Regions from separate parts of the Oryctolagus cuniculus genome. Here region 2 is linked to region 1. A link is a contact called in public Micro-C data. All regions are on one chromosome and are shown on one strand. The core of a region is the stretch at or near the end of the contact, and the rest is flanking DNA. Distances in the headings are between cores, read along the strand shown. Region 1 holds the start of INTS14 (integrator complex subunit 14). Region 2 holds the start of DENND4A (DENN domain containing 4A).

Region 1 (7,354 bases), core at 2,539-5,038:
ACTGGCCAATGGTGCTTTATTTATTTATTTATTTATTTTAATTTTTGACAGGCAGAGTGGACAGTGAGAGAGCGAGACAGAGAGAAAGGTCTTCCTTTACCGTTGGTTCACCCTCCAATGGCCACCACGGCTGGCGCGCTGCGGCCGGTCCACCGCGCTGATCCCGAGCCGGAAGCCAGGTGCCTCTCCTGGTCTCCCATATGGGTGCAGGGCCCAAGCACTTGGGCCATCCTCCACTGCACTCCCAGGCCACAGCAGAGAGCTGGACTGGAAGAGGGGCAACCGGGACAGAATCCGGCGCCCCGACTGGGACTAGAACCTGGTGTGCCGGCGCCGCAGGTGGGGGATTAGCCTAGTGAGCCGCGGTGCCCGCCTCAATGGTGCTTTAATTGTGAAGAAAAAGAAAATTAAAGAATATGTATAAAAGCTAGAATTAGCTCAAGAAAGAGAGAAGAGACAGCAGAGGGAGCTCTCATCTGCTGGTTAATTCCCCGAATTCCTGCAACAGTTAGGACTGGGCTGGCCTGAAGCTGGGAGCCAGGAACTCAATCCAGGTCTCCCACATGGGTGACAGGAACCCAACTACTTTGAGTTATCATCTGCTGCTGCTCACGGTCCACACTGGTGGGAAGCTAGAGCCAGGAATCAAACCCAGGCACTCTGATATGGGATATAGATGTCTTAACCACTAAGCCAAATTCGTGCCCCACATGAGAAATATTTATATAAAGAATGGAGGGAGGCCAGCACTGTGGCACAGTAGGTTAGGCCTCTGCCTAAGGTGCCAGCATCCCAGATAGGCACCAATTCATGTCTCGGCTGTTCCTCTTCTGATCCAGTGGAGGATGGCCTGGGTGCTTGAACCCCTGCACCCACATTGGAGACCTGGAGGGAGCTCCTGTCTCCTGGATTCAGTTTGGCCCAGCTCTGTCCATTGCAGCCAACTGGGGAGTGATCCAGAGGATGGAAGACCTCTTTGTCTCTCCCTCTCTCTGTCTGTAACTCTGCCTCTCAAATAAATAAATCTTAAAAAAAAAATGGAGAAAAATAAGTCACAAGATTATATGTATACATTGCTAATAAATTCATAAAACCATATTGCATGTATTATTTACAATTAGGAGGACTCCAGGTGGATATAAATAGGTTAGAAATTTAATATCCATGAGGCCGGTGCTGTGGTGCAGCAGGTTAAAGCCCTGGCCTGAAGCACCGGCATCCCATATGGGTGCCAGTTCTAGTCCCGGCTGCTCCTCTTCCGATCCAGCTCTCTGCTATGGCCTGGGAAAGCAGTAGAAGGTGGCCCAAGTGCTTGGGCCCCTGCACCCATGTAGGAGACCTTGAAGATGTTCCTGGCTCCTGGCTTTGGATCGGTGCAGCTCCGGCCATTGCAGCCACCTGAAGAGTGAACCAGCGGGTGGAAGGCACTCTCTCTGTCTCTACCTCTCTCTGTAACTCTGCCTTTCAAATAAATAAAATCAATCTTAAAAAAAAAAAAAAGAAAGAAATTTAATATCCAGTATTTTCTTTTTTGGGGACTCATTTCAAAAAAATTTAACAGTGGCCAGACTACTTGTTTTGGTACAGTACCCAACTGCAAACATGTGATATTCTAAAATTCTATGGGTAAGTAGGCTGTTGGAAACTCAACATACTGTCATTGAAACAATGTTATCCATGTGGGGAAGGGACTCAGGTCAAGTAGGAAAAGCCTTTCACTACATAATGGCTTGAGACACATTTGAAATATATTGTTATATTTCGTGTATCCAACATCAATAAAGTTAAACTGGGGGATGGGGGGTGGGGAGTGAAGCAGGATTACTTTCCCAGACTCCTTTGAATTGTAAAACATTTCACCATTGTGGTGGGAAAAAATTAAAATATGTACCCCTTTTCTCTGCCTCACTGAACAGTGTGTGCTAAACCTAAGTCATCCTAAGAGGATGACTTAGGAACATCACTCTAAACACCAACACTACCCAGCAAACTGATGCCCTGATGTTGCACTTCATACCAGCAATTCCTCAACTGGGGGGCAGATCACTCCTCCCACACTCGAAGGATCCAGAGGCTGTCGTGCTGCTTTGGTGCTGTCTCTATAGAATTTTTAGAGGTTAGTCTGCACTCCATTTTTATCTGTGATCATTCTTATTTGCAGCATTTTGACTGTTGTGGGCTTTCAGAAAACCAGGTGACAAGCTGTCCAAAGTAAGTTTGGAAGTTCTGAGGGCTTGTGGGTTTCCCGGAGTTTAGGTGTATCAACTTGGTACTATTTTGTTCACTTCTGTTACTCAAGAAGTGAGGTCCTGGACAACACTGGTTCTACTACACTACAATGGACCACAAGCTCACCTAGGGCAGGGACTAGGTCAGATTTTGCCGACTGGACTTACTATAGTAACCAGCACACGTTGGTTCTCAACAAATATTTGATAATGACTACTGCACTACTATCAATACATGGAACAATTCTTCAGCAAATCACACTACACATCTTAACTCTGAACACCCGCTACACATATCCTGCTGATTCAAGCTGAGATCCCAGGGACTCCTACACCCATGCCCAGATCAAGTCACCCAGTTCCTATGGCAGTGCCATTCAAGCACGAAGGACTTGTGTCTTCAGGGTTGGGGATCATGGGATGTACAGCCATCACCTCTTTGGAGAATGGGAAATAGCGGACACAGACTTGGATCAAGCATTTAAAAAACAAAAACAAAAACACTCCTGGCCCATGAAATCTGCTGTAACACTGGGATGGGTGACCACGGCTGCCAGCCTCACCTTCTCTGAAGGCGCCTTTGGGGCTGGCTTTTTCTCCTGACTGATGCACTTGCCTTCACTCTAAGCACACTTTTCGCCGTGGCCAAGTCGTGGGAAGCCAATTAATTTAGTATTCAGGTTGGTTGTAAGCAGCACAGAAGCTAAAGGAGGAGTTGAATGTTCCTGAACAATGATCCACTCAGGCAGGCTAGGCCTGACTTAAAAAAATAAAAAATAACCACCACCACCACCCCCCAAATCGCTGCCCACCGGTCTAGCGATGTCCTCGTCACCTGGGCTGATCCTAACCTTTGCAGTCCCCAGTGCACCCCACACCCACACCTTTGCTGCGAGTAGCTTCCAACTCGGTGTTGTCTTTCTCCTGGGAAGAGACCCTCGCCTATCCGATTTGGCCTTAGATGCCAAGTCCCCTTCTGCTACCCATTTAGAACCCCCTGCCTGAGAACGAGCCCCTCCCCAAAGCACCGGTCCTGGGCAGTCCGCTCTCCGAGGGTCCCCGCCTATTCCGCGGCGTTCCTGTCAGCCGGACTTGGGGTCCCTCCCGAGTTCCCAGCTACAACTCCACCTCTAGCTGCTCACCCTAGAGACAGAATTCCCACGTGCGGAACGCATCTGGGGAACACGTTTACCTTAGAAATCAAACAATTTCGAGATCTGGAAATCTTCCACGGGCAGAAGAGGCGAAACCGTGCCGGGTCCGCGGCGCTGAGGACCCCGGGTCGCACGAGCGCTGGGAGGCCGGGCGCAGGGCCCCGGAACTGGCGCCTCAGAGACGGCGCGGGGCAGCCCCCGGGCGGCGAGAAGGCCGGGCGCTGGCCCTGCCTCCTTCTTCGCCCCTAACTCCTTCAAGCGTAGCCCCAGCCAGCAGCGAAAGACAGCCGCCGGCCCCCGGTCTCCCTCTCCCCCCGCAAGCCCATCGCAGGTCACAGTCCGTCTGCCTAAACTTTCCGTGCGCGCGCCACAGCCGGAACTATAGGGCCGCGCGACAAAAGCGAGCCGGGCGCCCGCACCGAGCGCGGGGCTGGGCGGGGCTTCGGCGACTGCCCGAAGCCGGGCTGTGTGGCTCGGCAGGGACGCTAGGGGGCGCGTCTCTCCGCTGGGGCCAGCCCGAGACCATCCCGCTGCTCCTCCCCACGAGCCCTCAGCTCTGCGCAGCTCCGGCTGGGTCTGTCCCCGGCCGCCCCTCTCCCCATCCCCAGGCTCTTCTCGTTCGCCTCGGGCCCTCTCCCTCCTTGACCCATGGGGCCTCTCTGCTGTCCCGGGACTGTGTAACCAATTCACACTTCCGTCCCTTCACTAACCCAGGCCCAACCTAACCCTCACTGCTCCTGGCCACCCTGCATACTCCTCCCTCAGGTCCTCAAGCAGGCGACAGAATCTTCCTCTGGCTCTTAGAAAACAAACAAAAAAACCCGGTCATTTTTGTCGTAGGAGGGCGCCCACAGAAGCACGGTGTGTTTTCCTTAGCCGACTTGAACCCAGACGTGACCTCTTGGTCTCTGCAGCCTCCATGTTCACCTTACCTCCCTGCCCCTACTGGGAGGGAAGCCCAGGGAAGGTTCGGTCGGTTCCCCCATGGCTGAGGGGTCTGCCCCTGGTGGGCCCGCGCCTGCCTTTGGCCAGCTGACGCTTGCAACTGCAGCCTGTGTCTAGTGAGCTCCTCGAAGAAGCGACGTGGGGAGCCCGCAGTGCCAGCCAGAGGTAGGCTTGAACGGGTGCCAACCAGCTCCCGGGCAGTTACGGGTCAAAGAACAATGCTGTACCACATATGCTCCAAGTGGGAACAGAAAGGTCTCCAGAAAACCTAAGGCATTGGCCTTTCGGTGGGCGGGATGGGGCGACATAGGGGGTGGGACCAGGCGGGAGGATGCTTTGAGCAGCCAAGTGTGTCTGCCATGTCGCAGCCTGTTCTGAGGGAGAGCGTGGGTCCAGGGCCTTGTAGTCCCTTCCTGTCTCCTGGTGAGAGCAGAGGTGGCTGAGAAAGACACGTCAGTCCCTGGGGTTAGCCTTGCCAGCATCAGGGCCTAGGGTACCGGTTGGCTTCCAAACTTGCCCCAGCCTGGCTGGTCTCGACCATCTTAAGACGGTGCTGTGCCTGAGCAGGCGTGGGGCTCTGGGTAAGTAGGGCTGCGGTCTGATTGCTTCCTCCCGATTTCTGTTCTTTCCCTGTTAGGGGCTTGGGGCCAAGACTGTGTGGGTAGGGGTGTCCTCCCTACCTCATGTGAGGCTGACTCAGCCAGAGGGCTTCTGGTTCTCCTGGTGGGTCCAGCTCAGCGCCAGGATCTTACCTGGTTCTAAAGCTGAAGTTTATTTGTTTGCTGAGACGTGATCAGGTCTTGGCGACCCAGTTCTCCTCAAGAATGGGCTTTTGGGAGACTTGGAAATCAAAAGATCTATTTATTAAAATTGATGATGGAACGTGGAGCTACCAAGAGTTCCGTGGCACTCAGAGCAACTGGTAAGAGTTTTGATTTGTTTCCCTCCTTAGTGGGATCCAATTAAAAAATCAGAAGATTGTTCAGTGCATATCAAATCAAAGCACATCAGCACAAAGAGTTAGAAGGGCTTAAAGGAGATGTCTTTCAAGCCATGGCTGGCTGATGGATTTCTTTTCCCGACTCAGGAGACCCTCAACATTAGCATTTCCACACACATTAAAGGAAATCAATAACAGCTTCTTTGGCATAATCTCCCATCCCCTTTATATTTTTTTTCGTCTGCCTTGAGATAGGGAAGTGCTGTCACAGAGGCTTTGGAAGGCACAGCGGTTTGATCCCCAGTCTGGCAGAGTAAAGGTTAGTCACAAATCCCACGCTACTCCCGCTACTCCCAGGGGCTTGGTGCTGAGGCTCAAGGGAGGTCCTGACCTCTGATTCTCCGAGGGCCTGTGTTGAAAGTACAGGTTCCTCAGGGCCCGCTGCCTGAACTGCACTTCTGAGAAGCTTTGTTGTTCAGTTCCCAAGATGACTTGGCCTCTACAGAGATGAAGGTTAAGGAGAAATGAAGAAAAAGTAGAATAAGATGGGGCTTGGGAGGAGGAAGCAGTGGGCCACATCTCTCTCTCTCTTTTTTTTTTTTTTCATGTTTCCTCCCCTCTCTCTCTCCTGTGCTGTCCCTCTCTCATCACCTTGCTGCCGCCCCCTCTAGCCTGGACCAAGTCTGCTCCCATATCATTCTTCCACGCTCCGGGCTCTCTCTTTTCCCCCCACCCTTTCTCCCTCACATTCCATCATGTGCACCAAAGTAGAAGACCTGGGAAATTATGGCTATGACCTTTCTCTTCTGAAAAAATCCTATTATGGAAATTTTCCAATATACACAAAGTTAAAGGGCAATGCTTTAGTAAGTCCCCAGCTTCCACTGCCAGTTCAACCCTCGGTCTTGTTTCAGTCACATCCCTATTCACTTCTCCCCAGTACAGATTCCAGATAGTGTAAATATTGCAGGATGTATCTCAAAAGAGAAGAACTTATTAAAAAAAATTAACTACAGGGACCAGCCCCTGATATAGAAGGCAGTGCTGCCATCTGTGATCCCAGCATCCCATATGGACCCTGGTTTGAGTCCTAGCTGCTCCATATCCGATCCAGCTCCCTGCCATCTGGGGAGTGAACCCGCTGCTGGAAGATCTCTCCCTCTCTCACCCTCTGTAACTCTGCCTTTCAAATACATAAATAAATTTTTTAAATTATAATACCATTATCAAATTTAAAATAATTAATATACATCCTTAATGTCATCAAAATGTAGTCAAGGAGCAGGCGTTGTGGCACAGTGAATTAAGCTGCCACTTGGGCACGGACATCCCATTGTGGAAGGCCTGGGTTCTAGTCCTGACTCCATTTCTTCTGACCCGCTCCCTGCTAATCACCTGGGAGGCTGCAGATGACGGCTCAAGTGCTTAGGCCCCTGCCAGCTATTTAGGAGACCTGGATGGAGCCCCTGGATCCTGGCTTCAGCTTAGCCCAGCCCTGGCTGTTGCTGGCATTTGCGGAGTGAACCAGTAGATGTAAGATATGTCTCCTTTTCTGTCACTATGCCTTTGAAATAAATAAAAATCAATAAGCATTTTTTAAAAGAATTTGGTTAGCTTTCAGACATCCAGTTGTCTCATAAACATGGTGAATGTGACTTCTTTACACTTGGAGTATTTACACTTGGAGTATTTACACTTGGAGTATTTGAATCAGGATCCAGATAAGACCCAGACACTGCGATCAGAGGTAAACCTCTGAAGCCCCTTTAGTCTCTAGGCTTCTCCCTCCATGTCTCTTTCCCCTTGCAATGCATTTGATGAAGAAACTGTGGCCCTTTTCTTTTTAATTGCTCTCAATCCTCTTTCAGTCTTTTCCAGAGCGTTTGAGAAAACTACAAAGCTTCTCTCTATTCTAAAATAATGAAAAGACTCACTGAACAAAGAAAAGCTTTTAAACATTTCCAATTCCAATTAACTTTGCCTCTGCTCTGTGAATCAGGGTGAGCCTTATCCACCATGGGTCCCCGGGCTCTATCATGTGATGCTGGGTGTGCGTTTGTGGAGAGAAGACAGGGGCTTGGGGAGGA
Region 2 (7,665 bases), core at 2,548-5,047, 170 kb after region 1:
TGAACCATCGGATTGAAGATCTTTCTCTCTCCCTCTCTCTCTCTCTGCCTCTTTGTAACTTCACCTTTCAGATAAATAAATAAATCTTTTTTAAAAAAAAGTAATAATGGTTTAGAAGTGAGAACGGAGAAAAACACCAGATAAAAATCAGCCATCATTCTGAGAAGATACCTGTTAATATTTTCTTTCCTATCAAACTTTTTGCCACTTATAAGTAACGTGCTCTGAATAAGAATACAGTATATAATTCTTTATTTTCTGAATTTTCTATCAATATTATACTATACTTTCTCATGTTGTTAACTATTTTTGAAAACATGGTTGTTGGGCCGGCGCCGTGGCTCAACAGGCTAATCCTCCGCCTTGCGGCGCCGGCACACCGGGTTCTAGTCCCAGTCGGGGCGCCGGATTCTGTCCCGGTTGCCCCTCTTCCAGGCCAGCTCTCTGCTATGGCCCGGGAGTGCAGTGGAGGATGGCCCAAGTCCTTGGGCCCTGCACCCCATGGGAGACCAGGAAAAGCACCTGGCTCCTGGCTTTGGATCAGCACGATGCGCTGGCCGCAGTGTGCCGGCTGCGGCGGCCATTGGAGGGTGAACCAACAGCAAAGGAAGACCTTTCTCTCTCTCTCTCTCTCTCTCTCTCTCTCTCACTGTCCACTCTGCCTGTCAAAAATAAAATAAAAATAAATAAAAAAAAAGAAAACATGGTTTTTAATAGCAACATCCACCACAAAGATTATCATTAATTTCACCATTTCCACATAATAGAAAAATTTGACCGTTAAAATTTTTCACACTCTACAATAGCACATTATGTATGTTAACTGCTTCTTAAATGTAAAGTTCTACACTGCTCTTTCAGAATTCACAGTGGTAACTCCAATATCCAGTAGTACAGTGTGGAGTGCTAGACTCTCCCAACTCCCCCTCAAATTTTACTGAACAATAAAACATCGATCAATCTAGGGCATTCACAAAAAAGCAAATGGGGCAGGCATTTTTTAGCTTAGTGGCTAAGGTGTCAGTTAAGATGCCTGAATTTCATTTCAGAGTGCCTGGGTTTGATCCCTGGCTTGGTTTGACTCCAGTTTCCTGTTTATGTGGACCCTGGGAAGCAACAGTGAAGGCAGAAGGGACTGGGTTCCCGCCACCCTCAGGAGAGCTCTAGATGGAGTTTCTGGTTCCCAGCTTTGGTACAGCCCAGTCCCAGCCATTGCTGGCAGATCAAAGTTATTTCCCTCTCCTCCTAGCTCTCTGTCACTCAAATAAATAATTTTTTTTAAAAAGGAAGAAAGTAAAAAAATTATAAACTTTTCTTCACTTTCTATCTCTGGTAGCAAAGAGGAAAGCCCCACAAAGATAGGTTTCTGATAGCCAAGCAAGCAAGAATAGCAAGGCAACTTTCCTGGTAGAGCCACTTTGTTTTCCACTTACCACAAAGAACCATCACTTTAAATAGGAATAGAACAAGACTGGTAATATACAAAATGTCTCAATCTGTACAGGGGTTAAACTAGGTTTTCACAGTAAGTGGAATGCTCAGAGAAACTGCAAACAAAAGACAATGTAACTAAGGTCCCTCAATGGGAAAACAGTGAGTTTCTGTCTACCACTCTGCCATTTTCATCATTTTTTGAATGAATAATAAATGCCACGTACTCTGTCTTCTTCTTATAACCTCCCAATTATACCAAATATTATTCAAGTTGCCCAAAACAGGACAATAGTTCCAGGAACTTAAGAATCAATAAGTCTTTAAACCAATGGTAGTTCACGTGAAAAGACTGAAAACAAATCTGCATCAGCTTCCTGACACTCAGTACAAACAGAAAAGTCATATTGCTTCATCATTTTTCAAAAACGTAAATTTGTGTATGCAAGTTTAGAATTCAGGCCAAAATTTGCTCATATTTACTCCCAAATATTGGGCTGGAGTCAAGATCAATTTACGTTCCTAATAAGCACATGCTTACTAATGCCATAGTGAAGTAGGTCTATATCTAATCACTCAGAAAAAGAGAATTCTGTGATATATACTAGATACAATGATGACGATACATGCTACTCTGGTCTCTTACCGAGAACTGTGGTTCAAACAGACATTGTGAAAATGAAGTAAAAACTTTGCCAAAATGTTCACTGATGCCCAAATCAAAACAAAATTCCCATAAAAGAAACCAAATACAATCTTATAATTATTTTAAGTTCAAACAAGGTTCAAATAGCTCAGAAATTCTATACACTTAAGTTTTCGGGACCTGAGTCCTGGGGCTGCTGTAAACATAAACGGAATAACTTGCCCAAGAGTCCTTACTTAGTAGCCCATCGCGGATCCCCAGGGAATACTCTGCAATCATCTCCAATGTACTTCAATAGATTAGGGTAACCTGGGCTTCCCTGTTTACAGGTGTCTCCACCTGCTTCCCTCAAGGAGGGGAGAGGCAGATCAGGGTAAGCAGAACACAGAACGAGACCGTATGCAAGCCAAACAACAGCCTGCAATCCAGTGAGATTGGTTCTTTTCCACTTGGGCTATTCTTTTCATTAATGTATGTACTACATGCTAAAGAATAGCAGATTCACAGAGCAGTACAATTTCTGCCCTCTCCGGTCTCTAGCTGGCTGACACGCGTTTTCTCCTCAAATAAACACATGCCTGTTGACGGATGCCTGTCTCGCTGTTGCAAACAAGAAATAACTGTCCTGTAAGACAAAACCTCTCTCTAAGGCTCCAGGCATAACCATACGTTGCAGTTAAAAGCACACTGGAACAACAACAAAAATCTCCCGGCACATCTGTCATTTAAAAGCACGATAATGAAAAGCTGTCGCTGCGACCCAATTTTAGGTCACAAGCCTTTTTTTTTTTTAAATTTTCTCTTCCCCATCCAGAAAGCGCAAACTTCAAAGGGAAGGGAATGGTGGCAATCAGAAATCGTTCTCCTTCCCCCTTCTTCTCCATCCCCCAAAAATAAAGACTGGAAAAAAAAAATAAAAACCGGACGCCGGCCGGGCCCCCGTAGAACTAGCGCCCGCGGGCCGAGGAGCGCAGAAAGCGGCCTCGGGGCGTCCCGCGCTCCCCGCCCCCGCCGCCTGTTTAAAATACCGAGCAGGTGGGATTCCGGGAAGCCACCTCCGACTTACGTAACGGGCTTGTCAAAACCGGGCTCCAGGACCTCCCCCTCCCCGCCCTCGCCCCCACCCCCAAACAACGAGCGCCCCAGGCCAGCCCGAAAAGGAGATCTGGAAGGCAAACACCGGAGCCCCCCGCGCGCTCGGCGCCCGGGGCGGGCGCGCCTCGCAGCAACGCCGCTCCGTGCCGGCGCGGACCCGACCCGCGGAGGACCGCCGGGCTCCGAGGAAGCCCCGGGCGGAGGTCGCGGCCGTCCGCGCCGCCAGCCCGAGCCCGGCCGCCCCGCTCCCCGCGCCTCTGGCTGTCACCTCCCGGGGCCGTGACAGCTCCCCACGCCGCCGCTAGCCCGCGTGTCGTCGTCGCCCCCGCACTCACCTCCCTGCTGGCTCCCGGGCGGCCAGTGAGTCGCGCTTGGAGAGCGGCGCCCGATCCCCCTCACGCGCGGCGGCGGGACACGAGGGGCTCAATGCCTCGGCGTTAAGCCCGCTTAGCTCATCCCCAGCCCGGCGCTCCGCCCTGCGAGGCACCCCCGCCCGCCCAGGCCTGCCGTCTCAGTCAGACGGGACTCCCCCTCCCCTCGCGGCCGCGGCTGCCTCCGCCTCCTTCCTCAGCTCCAGCCGCGGCGGCCGCCGCGAGCGGCGCCATCTTGGCAGTGACGGAGGAGGCGGGGGCGGGAACCGAGCTCGCAGGCTCCAATTGCAAGCCGACCTGACCCGAGGGGCCGGCGGGAGGGCCTGGTTGAGGGACGTGGGGTCCTAGCGCCGGCCCTGAAACTGGGCGGGGAAAGTGGGCGGGGCTGAGCCGAGGTCTCTCGTGACGTGTGGGATAGTTGGGGAAATGCACCGTGGTTCCCCACCTCAGGTCGGGAGATCCCGAGCCCCAGGCAGGCGTGGGCGAGGCGTACTCTCCCTTCCCCTTTCACCACCCGAGGCACGGGGATCCAGGCCTCGCCGAATGACCTGTTTCTTCCTCCCTGCCTCTGCCGGGAGTCCTCAGCCCAGCCCGAGCCCAGCGCGGCGCTCTGAACCGCGGCTCCCTCACCGAGGGCGTGCAGGTTCACCAGGAAAGCCCCCGAGGGGTTAGCAGCCTCCTGGTAGGTTTCCGTCTCGAGATAGACGGTCTGGTGACCCGGGGAATTCACGGGGGTTCTCTAAAAAGTACGTTGATAAAATACCTATTGGCGGCGGAGGCGGCGGCGGGGGGTGCCGATTACATTGGTTAACTGGATATGGCTCCACCATTAGTGGCTGTTGGCAGGCTGCCTCTGGAAGATGAGGATCATAAAGGTTGATGACCTCCCACGGTTGCTCCGAGGGATAAGTTCTGTGGTACATATGAGGTACTCAGCATCGTGCCTGAAAGTACTCAGTGTTAGATACTACTCCCTGGACCATGGACAGAAGAAACAGGCCCCTTAAAACGCCCAGGTTTCGAGTTAGGGTTCCCAACCTGCACGAATAGGCACCCATCCCTTTTACTAACTCCACTTCATGCATCGTATTCAATTGTCAATCAACAGTCGTTGAAATGAAGGGACACTGGTGGTGAGGGAAACACAAAAAAATCTGCCTTCAGGGAGCTACAGTTTAGTGGGAGAAAAAGGACAATAAATATGTCATCCTATTTTGAGGGAAAACACGCCTTAAAAGTTATGAAAGAGGACCGGCGCTGTGGGGCAGTGGGTTAACCCTCCGCCTGAGGCGCCGGCATCCCATATGGACATCGGTTCGAGTCCCAGCTGCTCCTATTCTAGCCAGCTCCCTGCTAACGCACCTGGGAAAGCAGTAGAAGATGGCCCAAGGCCTTGGGCCCCTGCACCTGCGTGGGAGACCCGGAAGAAGCTCCTGGCCATTTGGGGAATGAACCAGCGGATGGAAGACCTTTCTGTCTCCCTCTCACTGTCTGTAACTCTACCTCTAAAATAAATAAATAAAATCTTTTTTAAAAAAAGCGTTATGAAAGGAATCCTGGGACAGCAAATAACAAATAACAAGATGGCTTTAAAAACCAGAGTGATCAGATGTAGAAGGCTCTGGGGAATTGCGTAAGGCCGAGGGACAGACTGTGCAAAGGTCCTGCAGCAGGCGAGAGCTTGGCTGTGGGAGCTGAGTGGAGTCCTTGGTGCTAGGGAAATCGGTTTCTCCAGGAGGAGTCTTGAATGAGACTGGAGGTGCTGAGGGCCTAGGAAGACAGAGAAACAAGATTGAGTTTTACTCTCATTGCAATCGGAAGGAAGGATTTTGAGTAAGGAGTGGCTGTTAGGCACAGGAGTTGGGATGAGTGAGGTTTGCAGTATGACATCTATATTTGTATTTCAGGCAAAATGTGGGCCAAGAAACTGCTTTTAAAGAAAAAAAAAAAAAAGAAAAACTTGAGTTGAGCTTCCTTAACACTAAATCAGCCAAACTACATCCTCTGATCTTCATTTTCCTGGTTGTTAAAGTAAGCATCACATTTCATGTACAGAAAACACTATTTTCATTGAAAATTGTTAGATACTGTAATTTAAAAAATATATTTATTTATTTATTTGAAAGGCAGGGTTACAGAGACAGAGATCTTCCATCCACTGCTTCACTCCCCCAAATGCCCACAACAGCTGGGTTGGGCCAGGCAGAAGCCAGGAGAAAGGCACTCCATCAGGGTCTTCCACAGGCATGGTGGGGACCCAAGCACTTGGGCCACCACCATCTGTTGCCTTCCCAGGTGCATTAGTAGGAAGCTAGATTGGAAGCAGAGGAGTCTCTAACCAACTTCCTATATAGGGTGCAGTCATCCTACGCCCAGTGTAACCCACGGCACCACAACACCTACCTCATAAATGTAAATTTTTCATGCTATGGTTCCAAGTGTATTTTCAACTGCTCAACTTTGCATCTTTAATAAGATCTGCTGGTTATCAAAGCATGAATTTTTAAATTTCTGTTGTAAAATACACAGCATGAAATTTATCATTTTAATTTTTTAAAGATTTTATTTATTTATTTGAGAGGTAAGTTACAGATAGTGAGAGGGAGAGACAGAAATGTCTTCCGTCCACGGATTCACTCCCCAAATGGCCACAATGGCTGGAGATTCTTCAGGAGCCAGGAGCTTCTTCCAGGTCTCCCACATGGGTGAAGAGAGCCAAGCACTTGGGCCATTTTCTACTGCTTTCGCAGGCCGTAGCAGAGAGCCGGATTGGAAGAAAAGCAGCCGGAACTAGAACCGGTGCCCATATGGGATGCCAGCACTGCAGGTGGAGGATTAACCTACAACACCACAGCGCCGGCCCCTCATTTTAATCTTTTCCAGTGTAGAGTTTAATGATGTTAAGTATGCTCACATTGTGTGCAGCTGTCACCCCTATCCATTTCTAGAACTTTTTATCATCCCAAACTGAAACTGTACCCTTGAAACACTCATTCCTTGTTGTCTCCCACCTTGAGCTGCTGCCACCTACTAGTCTACTTTCTAAGACAGGTTTTTTGCTTATTTGTTTTGGTTTTTTGGTGATGGTGGGGAGGTTATTTAGTGAGATTTTTCTCCTCATCCCCCAGAAACGGCACCCAAGCTTCATGATCAGTGGGATTATTGGCTCCAACTGGAGGGTTCAATGCATCAGTTTAGAAACCACCACCACACAAGAAAAAAGAATTAGTGTATGTTTCCAGCTCAGATGGCTACCTTAGGACTAGTGAGGAGTATTAATACAGGGGCAGTTCATTTTTAGCACTGAAGAACTGTTGCATACCCATCACACACACTCTGTGGCCTTGTGAGTGGTGCATAATGACCCAGAAAACAACCCGCTCCTCCTATTATGTGCAACTGCTATAAATTAATGCTATTAATTTTCATTAACGAATAAATAACTCCAGCCCTGCATACATTTAATTTCAAAATCATTCTTTGAAAAGGACAGAAAAGGAAGCAAGATTCTGCCACATTTCCAAAACCCAAGCATTCTATAAAGTAAAGTGTTGAAGTTCAAAAGATCAAGATTTTTTTAAAAATTTAAAATTTTTATTTTATTTGAAAGGCAGAGAAAGAGAGAGCGTGCTTCTATCTGCTGTTCATTCCCCAAATGCCCACAGCAGCCAGGGCTGGGCCTTGCAAAGCCAGGAACTCAATATAAGTTGTTCATGTGGGTGGCAGGGTCCCAAGTACTTGAGCCATCACTGAATGCCTTCCAGGGTGCACATTAGCAGGAAGCTGGAACTAGAGGAGTGGAATTAGGAACCAGGTAGTCTACTATGGGATGCAGGCATCCCAAGCGGCAGCAGCCACTGTGGCAAACACCTGGCCCAAGACCAAGATTTTGACCTCAAGGCGCTGTTTGAAAAAGCACATCCTGGATGTAGCACTTTAACTCCATTAAACCAAAAGCTAAATATCTGCTCCTTCCTGTTGCCAGCATCATCCAGTGTTTTATCTCCAGTGATAGAACATGACCACCAAGTGATTGCAAGAGGGGATCATAGTATAAAGGACACAAGGAAATTTTGGGGGCTGATGGAAATATTCACTTTGATTGTGGTGATGGGCTCACTG

Evidence for each region. A called contact is a pair of places that touch in the nucleus more often than the background predicts.
Region 2: a Micro-C map of ear pinna shows a contact between it and region 1, with 4 times the contacts expected there. The contact joins the promoter of DENND4A here to the promoter of INTS14 in region 1. A contact is called at or near these places in 2 of 6 Hi-C or Micro-C datasets (ear pinna and skin fibroblasts).

Annotation. Positions count from the first base shown.
Region 1 is chr12:88,609,226-88,616,579 of mOryCun1.1, forward strand. It overlaps INTS14 (integrator complex subunit 14), which reads right to left and starts at 3,789. Exons shown (of 12, transcript XM_002717934.5): 1 at 3,421-3,789. It overlaps SLC24A1 (solute carrier family 24 member 1), which reads left to right and starts at 3,930. Exons shown (of 10, transcript XM_070054388.1): 1 at 3,930-4,492.
Region 2 is chr12:88,782,074-88,789,738 of mOryCun1.1, forward strand. DENND4A (DENN domain containing 4A) reads right to left here and starts at 3,798. Exons shown (of 32, transcript XM_008268877.4): 1 at 3,508-3,798. It overlaps LOC138844705 (a long non-coding RNA gene), which reads left to right and starts at 3,925. Exons shown (of 2, transcript XR_011380940.1): 1 at 3,925-4,225; 2 at 4,886-5,083. It overlaps LOC138844706 (a long non-coding RNA gene), which reads right to left. Exons shown (of 3, transcript XR_011380941.1): 3 at 5,113-5,313.